Regions from separate parts of the Mus musculus genome. Here regions 1 and 3 are each linked to region 2. Evidence: chromatin contacts called from public HiChIP or PLAC-seq and promoter capture Hi-C data. All regions are on one chromosome and are shown on one strand. Each heading gives the region's core, a stretch centred on a gene start, on an enhancer-like site or on the middle of the called end of the contact. The rest is flanking DNA. Distances are from core to core; before and after follow the strand shown.

Region 1 (3,587 bases), core at 83-2,582, 1.2 Mb before region 2:
TATACACCAGACCCTGAGGTAATGACAGGTGATCTCAAAGAAAGAGTCTCTTTATATTTGGCTGGCCCAAATTTGAAATAAGTGCAGCCAGGGACCAGTGTGGATAAAGAATTTGTAGGCTGAAGCACATGGATATGTTAAAAGAATAAAGAAATCCAGGAAACAGCCAAGCATTCATTCGCTTCCTGGGCTTGTTCTTTTGAACCTTCCAGGGCCCTTACATTTGCACAGAAGAAACGATATCGAGTCTATCTCATTGAAGATTCAACACAGACATCTCACAGCTCCGCTCCAATCTCTCATGGCAGTGGCTAAAAGGACAGTGCATCGAACAAAAGCCCATTTGCTTCGAGATACAGATTAAAATGAACATTAAAGCCAAAATATTTTGTCTGAATATCCTACCATGTGATTGACTCAGGCCTAGGAGCTGAGCATGATGCAAGGGTTTTTGCCCTTGAAGATCTCAATGTAACAGAAGCCCGAGAGGTAACACGTTAATAACCAGGAAGAGCCGCAACAGCAGAAAGGGCTCTAACCCCGATGCATCCTCGTGCAAAGCAGTTCCTATTCATTCATCTTGCACCCCACTCAACGCGGAAACCATCCTACTACTTCTCTGAACTTCCCAGGGGATGAAAATGCTGTATGCTAACAACTTCTGCTGTCTTTTGTACCGGGTTTCGTGCTGGTCTGGTCAGAGAACAAGGGGGAACAGTCCCGCGCCATCCCTGCCCGCAAGGAGCACCTAGTCCGCTTGGAGGGTGCAGCAGCCACGGAGGGATGCAGCATCAGGTTGGACTGAGGTAGGGAAGCCAGCTCGTGCGCGCTCCAGACCTTCAGCACCCGGGGAAGGTTTGATGCTCCCCGAGAGCATCGGGCACTCAGTGATGAGTTAGGGCAAGTTAGGGGCCAAGGCCTGAAGCACCCCGGTGAGCGGCTGACCTCCCAAGCGCTGTATAAACTGAATACCTTCGAGCCCCCAAAACTCGGGTTTCCGCAGAGCCTGGGCCCCAGCTCCAGGATCCTCCACACGTCGCCCGGCCCCTCACAGCGGACAGTTTTCCCTCAATCATTCCAGGATCTTTCTGAGACGTTCGTTTCATCGCAAAAAAAAAAAAAAAAAAAAAAAGGAAGAGGAAAAAAAAATACAACCTTCTCCTTTCTGTCCGGGTTAACTCACGCCAAGCCGCTCCAGTCCCAGAAACCTCATTACTCACCAAGTCGGGCAGTCGAACAGCGGGAGGCTGGAGCCGGAGTTCACGGCTGCCGCCATCTTGCGTCTCCCCCTCCCATTTGGCGGGTCTGAAGCACGCCGGGAAACTAAGAGCTCGGGAGGGAAGAGGCGGCATCCCAGCAGCCTGTGCGCAGCGCGTGCGTGCGCACGCGCAACGCAAGGACGCTCTCCTGGGAGCGCCTCTGGCGGAGGGCATCAGGGGCTGGGTTTGAAGTCTGCAGTGTTTGCTGGAGAGGCTGGGGGCGGGTGTCTCCTTGGTCACGGGGTCAGGAGTGGTTTGTACCTTGATGCGGCTTTCGCGCTGCGTTTTCCGCCAGAAACCCTAGAGCTCTGCAATCTGCATTAACTCCCAGCTACCCACCCCCTCGGGCTTCATCTAGCGATAAGCAGGTGATGGCTAGAGATAAGAAGTGATGGCTTTTTTTTTCCCCCTTTTTCCAGCCTTCCTTCGAAACACTGCATCTGAAAACAGAATCCTTACTCATTTGTCCTTTCTGATCCCAAGTCTGATGTGTACGGCTCAGTGGTAGTGTGTTCAGCAGGCGCGAATGAGGCCACTGATTCAATTCCCCAAAACCAGTAATTTTCTTAGATCTGGGAGAATCTATAGATTAGGCGACTGTGTCAGAAATCATGTAGTCTGTTTTTGAAAACTTTGGACAAACTGCTGCAAGGCACAGACTCAAAAGGAAAAAAAGCCTCCAATTTTTAGTAACTTAACCAATTCTCAAAAATGTTTAATTCATGGCCCCTTAGGATTTTTCTCTGTGGGTCATAGTGACATAGGAAGCATTAGGGTTACCATCTTCCTCTAAGCCATTAGCTTGCTGGTTGTAATGGTTTTGTCTATTGAGTGCTTATGGGGAAGTATGTATTTCATATGGATCAGTTCACTTGGTATTCCCAAAACTCAAGACAGATTGATTCCAGAAGAGAGGCTCTAGCCTCACCTTACAAGGAGTGGTATTCGAACCTGAGTCTATGTAAAGCCAAAAGCCAGGCTCTACTAGTCCCATATGTTTCTGACAACATACCATTCCTTCGTATGCAGTGGATGGTCCTTTTTTCACTTTTGCAGAAAGATGGGATGATGACTTCACAGTTTTTAAAAGAAACAAATGGTTGGAGGGTGTGGCAGCACATATCTGAAATTCCATCTGCCTTTGCTTCCTGAGATACAGGGTTAAAGGTAGTCAACACTATGCCCTGCTAGACAGTAAAATTAATAATAATAATAATAATAAATTCTCCAGGTTTCAGTAAGCAACAGCAATAGAACATGTCATGGTTTGAATATGCTTGGTCCAGGGAGTGGCACTATTTGGAGGTTTGGACTTGTTGAAATAAGTGTATCATTGTAGGCTTGGGCTTTAAGTCCTGTATCCTGGCTACCTGGAAGTCAGTCTTCCACTAACAGCCTTCAGGTGAAAATGTAGAACTCTCAGCTCCTCCTGCACGATGCCTGCCTGGATGCTGCCATGCTCCAGCCTTGATGATAATGGACTGAACCTATGAACCTATAAACCAGCTCCAATTAAATGTTTTCAGCATAAGAGTTGCCTTTGTCGGGCTGGCGAGATGGCTCAGCAGTTAAGAGCACCGACTGCTCTTCCGAAGGTCCTGAGTTCAAATCCCAGCAACCACATGGTGGCTCACAACCATCCGTAATGAGATCTGATGCCCTCTTCTGGTGTGTATGAAGACAGCTACAGTTTACTTACATATAACAATAAATAAATCTTAAAAAAAAAAAAAAAAAAGAGTTGCCTTGGTCATGATGTCTGTTCACAGCAGTAAAAGGTTAACTATGACAGAAGTTGGTACTGGTAGTGGAGTAGTGCTGTGATAGGCCTGACCATGTTTTTGTCTGGAAGAATGTGGATTTTGGGACTTAGAATTTAGAAAGCAATGGAATGCTCTAAGTATTGCTTAATGGGCCATCCTAATAGGAATATGATGAGATTGATTTGAACTGTGCAGACCTGGCCCAAGAGGTTTCAGTGGAGAATAATTTCAGCATGTGGCCTTGAGACTGTTTTTGTGGTATATTGGTGAAGAATCTGGCTGCTTTTTGCCCTTGTCTGAAGAGTCTACCAGCGTCTAAGGTGAAGAGATTTATATCAATTGCATTGACAAAGTCTCAAAAAAGCCCAGCAGAGACTTTGTTCTCTGGTTAAGTCTCATAAAGAGTGTTTTGAACAAGAGTAGGAAGCTTAGAAAGGAAAAATATAAAATATATGGTTCAAGTATTAGAGGGGCACCAGTAAATGAAATGGAGCTGAAACCTATGTTCTAGGAGATAACAGATTAAGGGATTTGGGGCAAGATCACATCCAGGTAAATTTAGATC
Region 2 (3,490 bases), core at 417-2,916:
ATTTGTAGGTATGTGGAAATACAAGGCTTACTGACGCAAATTCACTGTTAAAACACTGCTCGACAGTCTGTATCTAAAAACTAAAGCCAGGCTGACTGGCTTGCATCCAAACCTCTCTCAGGCACAGAATATGACATGGCTGTGACTCCTGATGGGGGCCTTTGATGGTTGAGCTGGTAAAGGTACTTGTCCCAAAGCCCGATCCTGAAAGCTGTTCTCTGTACTCTAAATGTACACTATATATCACCATACTAAGATAAATAACGGACTGGCACTAGATATTGTGCCACGTTCTTTGTGTATTTCTTTTTTTTAATCCTCAAAAAAGACAAGTTTGTTAAGCCACATGGTTGGTAAATAACAGTTTTCCTCACGGATGTCTGTCTCTAGAGCAGATGGTTAAAGTTTTAACCATCAAAGAACCATTAACTCAGAAGACACTGCAAGGAGAAACCGATGGAAACGCTGGGGCAGTGGTTCTCAGCTGTCCTTATGCTGTGAGCCTGGGATATAGCGCCTCAGGTGCTGACTTCAACCATGAGAGTATTTGCACTGCTACTTTATAACTGCCATTCTGGTACTATCGGAAATCGTAATGTCAGATACCTGATATCCGACCCTGTGAAAGGGTTGTTCAACCTCTGAAGGGGTTGGGACCCACAGGTTGAGAACTACAACTCTAGTGAGACAAATTTCTGTTCCCTCCCATTCAGAGTCACAGTCTCTCTTCCTTTTTCAAACTCAGAGTCTTGTGAATACCAAGAAAGCACCTGACCAGTGAGCTCTTTTGACACTCTCAACGGCACAATTCAGTTTTCCAGAAGGAAAATCTAACAGTCTATGTGATCTAATGATATTAAGAGACCCTGATTGGCCTTAAAAAAAAAAAAAAGTCACACAGTACAATAAATACTAGAAATGCAGCCCTTCAAACTACATTATAATTTCAAGATTCTCTCTTTACTAAATTCTACTTCATTGGGATTGCTACAATTTAATAATGAACTACTCAACTATCCAAAAGGTCAACTTTTCCCCCGGGGTACTGCTCACCTTTATGATGTTAGCACAGAACCGTTCCCACAGTGACAGCTCTCCTTCTTTGATCCATGACATAGTTCTTGCTATGTCAGAAATCACACAAGAACAACAACAACAACAAAAAACAGCCAGATAACCTTGAATAAATGAAAAGAGAGAGAAGTCATCCTTGCTTGCAATAAAACTGACTAAAGAGACTCTGCTGGACTGTGGCAGGCAACACGCGTCTGAATCCAGAGACTGTTCTAATCCGCTCAGGCCTCTACAAGCCAACGGGAGACCTTTGGAGCAAGGTAGTTCCCACTTTCTTATCCTTACGTGCACTGATTTCTTCCAAATATCCTGCCACATCATGGTACCTACATCTTGCTTGGTCAATCCCCACAACTTCCTTCTCTATTGCCCCGCAAACCATTGCTCACTCTAAGCTAACCAATCACTACCCTCCTTGGATGCCGCATCTGTTACCTCAATGGTCACTCTCCCGGCTGGACTTTAGTGTTTCCCGCAGCTAACTCCACATCCAGCTTCCCCTCCTCTGGGTCTCTGTGTTTACTCCCCACCTAGGACGCAGGAGAAGGCGCTTTTCCACCACTCCCGGGCGACTTACGACTTGGCGCTGAAAGAACACGTCACCTCTACGTGATTGGCTCCGCCTCCTCCGTCCGTGGTGGGCGGGGCCGCCCCTGCGTACTCGGGGGCGGAGCGGTGCGAGTTCTTGCGAGTTGGCTATTGGTGGCCGCTCTCGCGGGGCGTGGAAACAGCGCCTGGGAGGCCGAGGTCACGTGAGCCGATACTCCTACCTCTTGGGTCTCCTATTGCAAGCCCTGCACGTTAGGCGAGTTGAGCCTGAGGGATCGAGATGTGTTCGGCCCACGCATTTGCGTGGTCTCAGGTGTTGTGGCAGTTTGTTAGGGAGAGAGGATGCGGTTGCTCCACCTCAAAATTGAGTTTCTCTATGGATGATCGCAGTGCTTATATTATGGGAGACACGGTAATGTCGTATTTTGACAGTCCTCCTACCTCAGTCTCCCCAACTGCTGGGGATATGGACGTAAACCATGGAAGTGAACTGCGTTTATTTAAAAATTTGTCTTGGGCTGGAGAGGTGGCTCAGAGTTTAAGAGTACCGACTGCTCTTCCAGAGGTCCTGAGTTCAATTCCCAGCAACTACATGGTGGCTCACAACCATCTGTAATGGGATCTGATGCCCTCTTCCGATGTGTCTTAAGACAGCGACAGTGTACTCACATACATAAAATTAATCTTTAAAAAAACAAAATTGTCTTAAAAGTGTTCTTTTAGCCGAAACTGATGGCACGTCGTCACTGAACTCAGCACTCAAGGCTGAGGCCATTTGAATTAGTTAATGTCTTTTCTGCTACGTAGTAAATTTAGTCACCCTGATCTAGGGGATACTGTCTCCTCAAAAAATTCTGACGTGTTTTTTTACTTGTCGCCTTTTAATGCTGCTAACGCATCAGAAGGGTTTCTTGCGCTGGTCACTTTTGGGGAGCGATGCAAAGCAACTTTATAATTTGCAGATTCCGAAGACCCACGTTAATGAACTTAGGAGGACAAGTCAGAAAGAGCTTTACTCTTAGGACTTCCAAAACCACAATCCGTAGCATTTGGGAATAGAGCCCTAGTGGTAGAGTTCTTGCCTAGCAGGCTAGAAGCCCTGGGTTCAGTTTCCAGCCCAGTATAAAAAAGCATGGTGGCAGCGAATGCAGGGCAATCAGCAGTTTAGGTCACCTAGGGCGTTTGAGGCTAGCGTGGCCTACACAGGAAAACTCAACCTCAAAACTAAACAAAAATAGAAACAATCTTAAACATACAACAAAACACCATAAGCCACTTGTGGAGAGCTTTGGGGGTCAAGCAAGAACTCAAAAGCATTAGCTGTATAGCTAGTCTGAAGGACTTTTAGATACCTAACAGAACAAACTTGGGCCTGGACTGGGCTTCGGGAAACTTGCCTCCTCAAAAGTATTATCATCATCATCCATTGTCTTGCCTCTTGATGTATTTAATGATACAGGGAAGAAGTTGTTCTGCTTTCACACACACACACACACACACACACACACACACACACACACACACACACACACACACAAGCCAAAAAACTGAACTTTCAGTATCTGATGCAACTAGTATTTCTTTCAAATCATACTTGCATCTGTAATAGGGTTTCACAATTCCAACGAACCTTTTTTTTTTTTTAAAACTTTTGCCCCGTAGGCTCAATGACACAGGGTAAGATGTCACCTGTCGAGCTTTACCTGAGGAAGGCACAAAACGTGCATGACTCAACAAAGCTGTAGAGATGAATGGCCCATTCATCAGCTCTCACTTGTCCTCCCTTTGTGAGCCCTGAAGCTTCTGCCAATAACACCATTTTCTCAGGAAGACCTCTTAGCTCACAGAAGCCTAGTAGTTAGCGACG
Region 3 (4,049 bases), core at 159-2,658, 1.2 Mb before region 2:
GGATCTTTTTAACTGTGGCCATGTATGGCCATGAGGTTTCTTTTGTTTGTTTTCTTTTTTTTTTCTTCAAGACAGGGTTTCCCTGTGCAGCCTTGACTGTCCTAGAACTCACACTGTAGACCAAGCTGGCCTCAAATTCACAGAGATCCACCTGCCTCCACCTCCCAAGTGTTGGGGTTAAAGGCGTGTGCCAACCCCTCCCCCAGGTAGGGTTTCTTTCTTTGAAAACATGAACATGTTATCTATGCCCTGGATACAAGCCTGTGTGTGCGTATGAACATGTGTGCTGGAGTGTGTGCTTGTGTGTGTGTGTGTAGAGGACAACTTGTAGGAGTTGTGATGGAGCAGCCTGACTCCACCTTAAGTTCTGAAGCCATCTTATCATACTACCAAAATAAGTCCATTCCTCTTTTCTATAAAACTTAATTTGACCAGGTCTTGACCAACTTTCTGAATTTCGACAGGTTCCACACCCTATACCCTGATTTCAGTCTGATAGACGTTCTGCCAAATAATGCTGAAATGTTCGACCAAGTGCCTACATAACCCTTGAAAATGTCCATATTCTTGCAGTTTTGGGGGTTATATAAACCTCACCTCTTGTGTTCGATGCTGTTTTCTCATTTTGTATTTGTTTTGTTTTTTCGAGACAGGGTTTCTCTGTGTAGCCTTGGCTGTCCTGGAACTCACTCTGTAGACCAGGCTGGCCTCGAACTCAGAAATCCTCCTGCCTCTGCCTCCTAAATGCTGGGATTAAAGGTCTGTGCCACCACTGCCCGGCGATGCTGTTTTCTCAAAACCCCAGTTTAGCGAGATAGCCATCTCTGACAAAATTAAGCTTGCTTAATTTGACCAAAAATTGTTTAATCATTTCTACTCATCTTCAGTGGGATTAACAGTTGAGCCTCTCCTTCCACCATCACGCAGGTATTTATTTATGAATACAATATCACTATCTTCAGACACACCAGAAGAGGACAGCAGATCCCATTATAGATGGTTGTGATCCACCATGTGGTTGCTGGGAATTGAACTCGGGAGTTCTGGAAGAGCAGAAAACTAGCAGTTTGGCGGGAAAAGGGGGCTAGCGAGCGGCGGAAGTGATGTAGGGTTGCATGCGACGGAGATGGGGTGTGTGTGAAGAATGCTTGAGGATGGCCCCGGAAGTATCGTTTTGATTGGTTGTTTTCTTGAATACTGTCCTATCGGAAATTTGCCCTCAGTAAAGATGGCCGCGCATGCTTCCATTCCTTCTTGGGGCCGGGTGTTTTTCCTAAGCTTGGCCTTGATACCGAAAAAAAAAGGAGGGGACTCATGAGTTCTGATTGGCTGAAGGTAAATGTGTCCAGGGCGCTGATTGGCTGTCCCTTCGCGGGAAGGAGTTTGTGGCGCCAGTGCAAAGTAGCCAGAAGGCTGCCACGCCAGAGCGGCACAGAGTTCCCAAGTGTTCTTAGTTTTCGTGTCCGAGCGTCTTGGGCCGCTCTCTCCGGAGAACTGCGACCAGGATGTGGAATAGTAATGGCGGGCGTGGGGAGAGTCACGCGAGGGTGTTGGGAGTGGGCGAGTCTGGCGCAGGAAGGCCGGGACGGAGCGAGAGGCCCGAGGCGGGCTCGGCGGCGTTCGCGGGGTGGCAGGGGGATTGTCGCGGCTGGGGCGGTGGGGACAGCGGTCGCCAGGTATAGAGATGGGGAGCGCAGCGCAGACTCTGACGACGGTCGTTCCCCGCAGGCGGATTCGAAAGCTTCAGCAGCTCCACCTATGGCGGAGCAGGCGGCTACACGCAGTCCCCCGGTGGCTTCGGGTCGCCCACACCGTCGCAGGCGGAGAAGAAATCGGTACGTAGACTGACGGCTCCGTTCTCATTTGTGTCCTGGCCAGGAGGGAACGTGTTTTCGTGCGGGAGGGTGGCACACCCCAAGGTGTCAGAAGCTGTCCGTTACCTACCTTGTCTTTTGTATGGTCAAGTGGGGAACAGGGTTTTTATTATTTTATTGTTTGGCAAGCCTGCAGTGGTTCGCCCGGCCTCCATTTTCCTGGCCCTACCACTCGAAAGTATGCTTTAGTAGAGTTTAATATCGCTGTCCCCAGGGCACAAAAATCCCTGAAGAACAAGAGTCCACTGTGTTCAGAACAGGTTTGGGGTTGTTTCCTGTTGGTAACTGACAGGAAGGACACGCTAAGCCTTAATCTGCTGGGCTTTTTCTGCCTCGTACATATTCATTGTATGACCAAGTGTTTTGGAGGTGTTTGTAGCTCTGGCTGGCCTGGAACTCAGAGATCCACCTGCCTGTACACTGTAGTTGTCTTCAGACACACCAGAAGAGGGCATCAGATACCACTACAGATGGTTGTGAGCCACCGTATGGTTGCTGGGAATTGAACTCAGGACCTCTGGAAGAGCAGTCAGTGCTCTTAACCGCTGAGCCATCTCTCCAGCCCAAAAAGATCCTTTCTTAAAAAACAAACAAACTACATTGCTCGTAGGTGGCTTGAGAGGCAAGTGTCTTTGCTAGATGCTCCTCTGCCCACTCCATCTGACTCTCCTGTTAAGATGCCCAAAGATGAGCAGCTTGACGAAACTCACCAGGTTTTCTGCAGAGACTGCCATCTGGTTGCCAGAATATCTCCTAAAAGAAGCTATACTTCTAACTTCTTCCATTTTATCAAGAAACCTAGAGCATCTTCGTAGTCCTTTTTCTGCTTGTCATTTCTCAAGCCTTTTCACAAGGCCCTGTTGTCTCCGTGGTGTCCTGAACACTGCTCTTGCTATGTCTGGGATGTGCTCTTTCTACCCCTACCTCTCTGAGACAGTTGTTTTCTTGTTGTTGTTTTGTTTTGGGTGTCTGTGTGTGTGTGTGTGTGTGTGTGTGTGTGTGTGTGTGTATCCTTGGCTGTCCTGGAACTCACTCTATAGACCAGGCTGGCCTTGAACTCAAGAAGTCCACCTGCCTCTGCCTCCTGGGTGCTGAGATTAAAACCATTTGCCACCACTGCCTAGCCCTGGGATGCGTTCTTTTTTTTTTTTTTTTTTTTTTTTTTTTAAGATTTATTTATTTATTATATGTAAGTTCACTGCAGCTGTCTTCAGACACTCCAGAAGAGGGCATCAGATCTTGTTACAGATGGTTGTGAGCCACCATGTGGTTGCTGGGATTTGAACTCCGGACCTTCGGAAGAGCAGTCGGGTGCTCTTACCCACTGAGCCATCTCACCAGCCCCCACCTGGGATGCGTTCTAAAGACAGGCTATCCTATGTTGTCCTGACTCTAGTCTGACCTTTTCTTTGTGAACCCACAATAGGATACAAACATATATTCACCTGGAGGTCTAGCATCAGATCCCTGTGGGCTTGAATTCAAAAGTGTGGCATTCGCCGTGTATAGTAGCACACACTCTGAATCCTAGCACTTAGGAGGGAGAGGAAGATGAAACAAATGTTAACTTTCTGGCCCTGTTTTCTGTCTCTTTTTAAAGTAAGGAGAACTTGGTTTTGCAATTCCAGGAGTGTGGTATATTCAAGTGCTTGGCACATGGAAATATTAAATGAGTGATTGTTACTCTCTTGGGTTGACTGTGCGTACTTTTTCTTTTCAGAGAGTCCGAGCCCAGCATATTGTGCCCTGTACCATATCCCAGCTGCTTTCTGCTACTCTGACTGATGAAGTGTTCAGAATTGGAGATGTCGAGATTTCACAGGTCTGTAAGATTTTGTGGAAGAACCGTTTAGAGATAGGAAATATGAGGGGTGGGAAGATGTCTGCGCAAGCGTGAGGCCCAGTATCAGATCCGTATGCATGTACAAGGCCAGGCTCGCTTCCCCTGGGTCCTGTAACTACGAAGCTCAGAGACGGGAGGGTCCTAGGGCCTTGCTGGCTCCAGGTTCAGTGAGAGACTCTGTCTCAAGGGAATAAAAGCAATAGTGCTAGACCTGGACAGCCAATGTCCTCCAGCAAGGGCATTGCTCATCTGTCTGCTCATTTGTGCATACCCTTCACGCATATGCAAAGAAAAAGGAGTAAGACTTGCTTAATCGAAAAGTATGTAGCAAG

What was found. Promoter capture Hi-C pulls out the DNA fragments that hold promoters and counts their contacts. HiChIP or PLAC-seq counts read pairs in DNA pulled down with a chosen protein or histone mark.
Region 1: a contact with region 2 is called in a promoter capture Hi-C map of liver, with 2.7 times the contacts expected there. The contact joins the promoter of Ppp1r8 here to the promoter of Dhdds in region 2. A contact is called at or near these places in 1 of 39 promoter capture datasets (liver) and 1 of 9 other capture datasets (liver).
Region 3: a contact with region 2 is called in an H3K27ac HiChIP or PLAC-seq map of microglia, with 7 times the contacts expected there. The contact joins the promoter of Rpa2 here to the promoter of Dhdds in region 2. A contact is called at or near these places in 3 of 39 promoter capture datasets (liver, neutrophils and pre-B cells) and 1 of 115 datasets of contacts at active chromatin or transcription factors (microglia).

What each region holds. Positions count from the first base shown.
Region 1 is chr4:132,841,837-132,845,423 of GRCm38.p6, forward strand. It overlaps Ppp1r8 (protein phosphatase 1, regulatory subunit 8), which reads right to left and starts at 1,333. Exons shown (of 7, transcript NM_146154.3): 1 at 1,221-1,333. The coding sequence starts at 1,276.
Region 2 is chr4:133,999,216-134,002,705 of GRCm38.p6, forward strand. It overlaps Dhdds (dehydrodolichyl diphosphate synthase), which reads right to left and starts at 1,667. Exons shown (of 9, transcript NM_001362959.1): 1 at 1,510-1,667; 2 at 1,054-1,178. The coding sequence starts at 1,116.
Region 3 is chr4:132,766,952-132,771,000 of GRCm38.p6, forward strand. Rpa2 (replication protein A2) reads left to right here and starts at 1,409. Exons shown (of 9, transcript NM_011284.3): 1 at 1,409-1,515; 2 at 1,729-1,835; 3 at 3,595-3,696. The coding sequence starts at 1,506.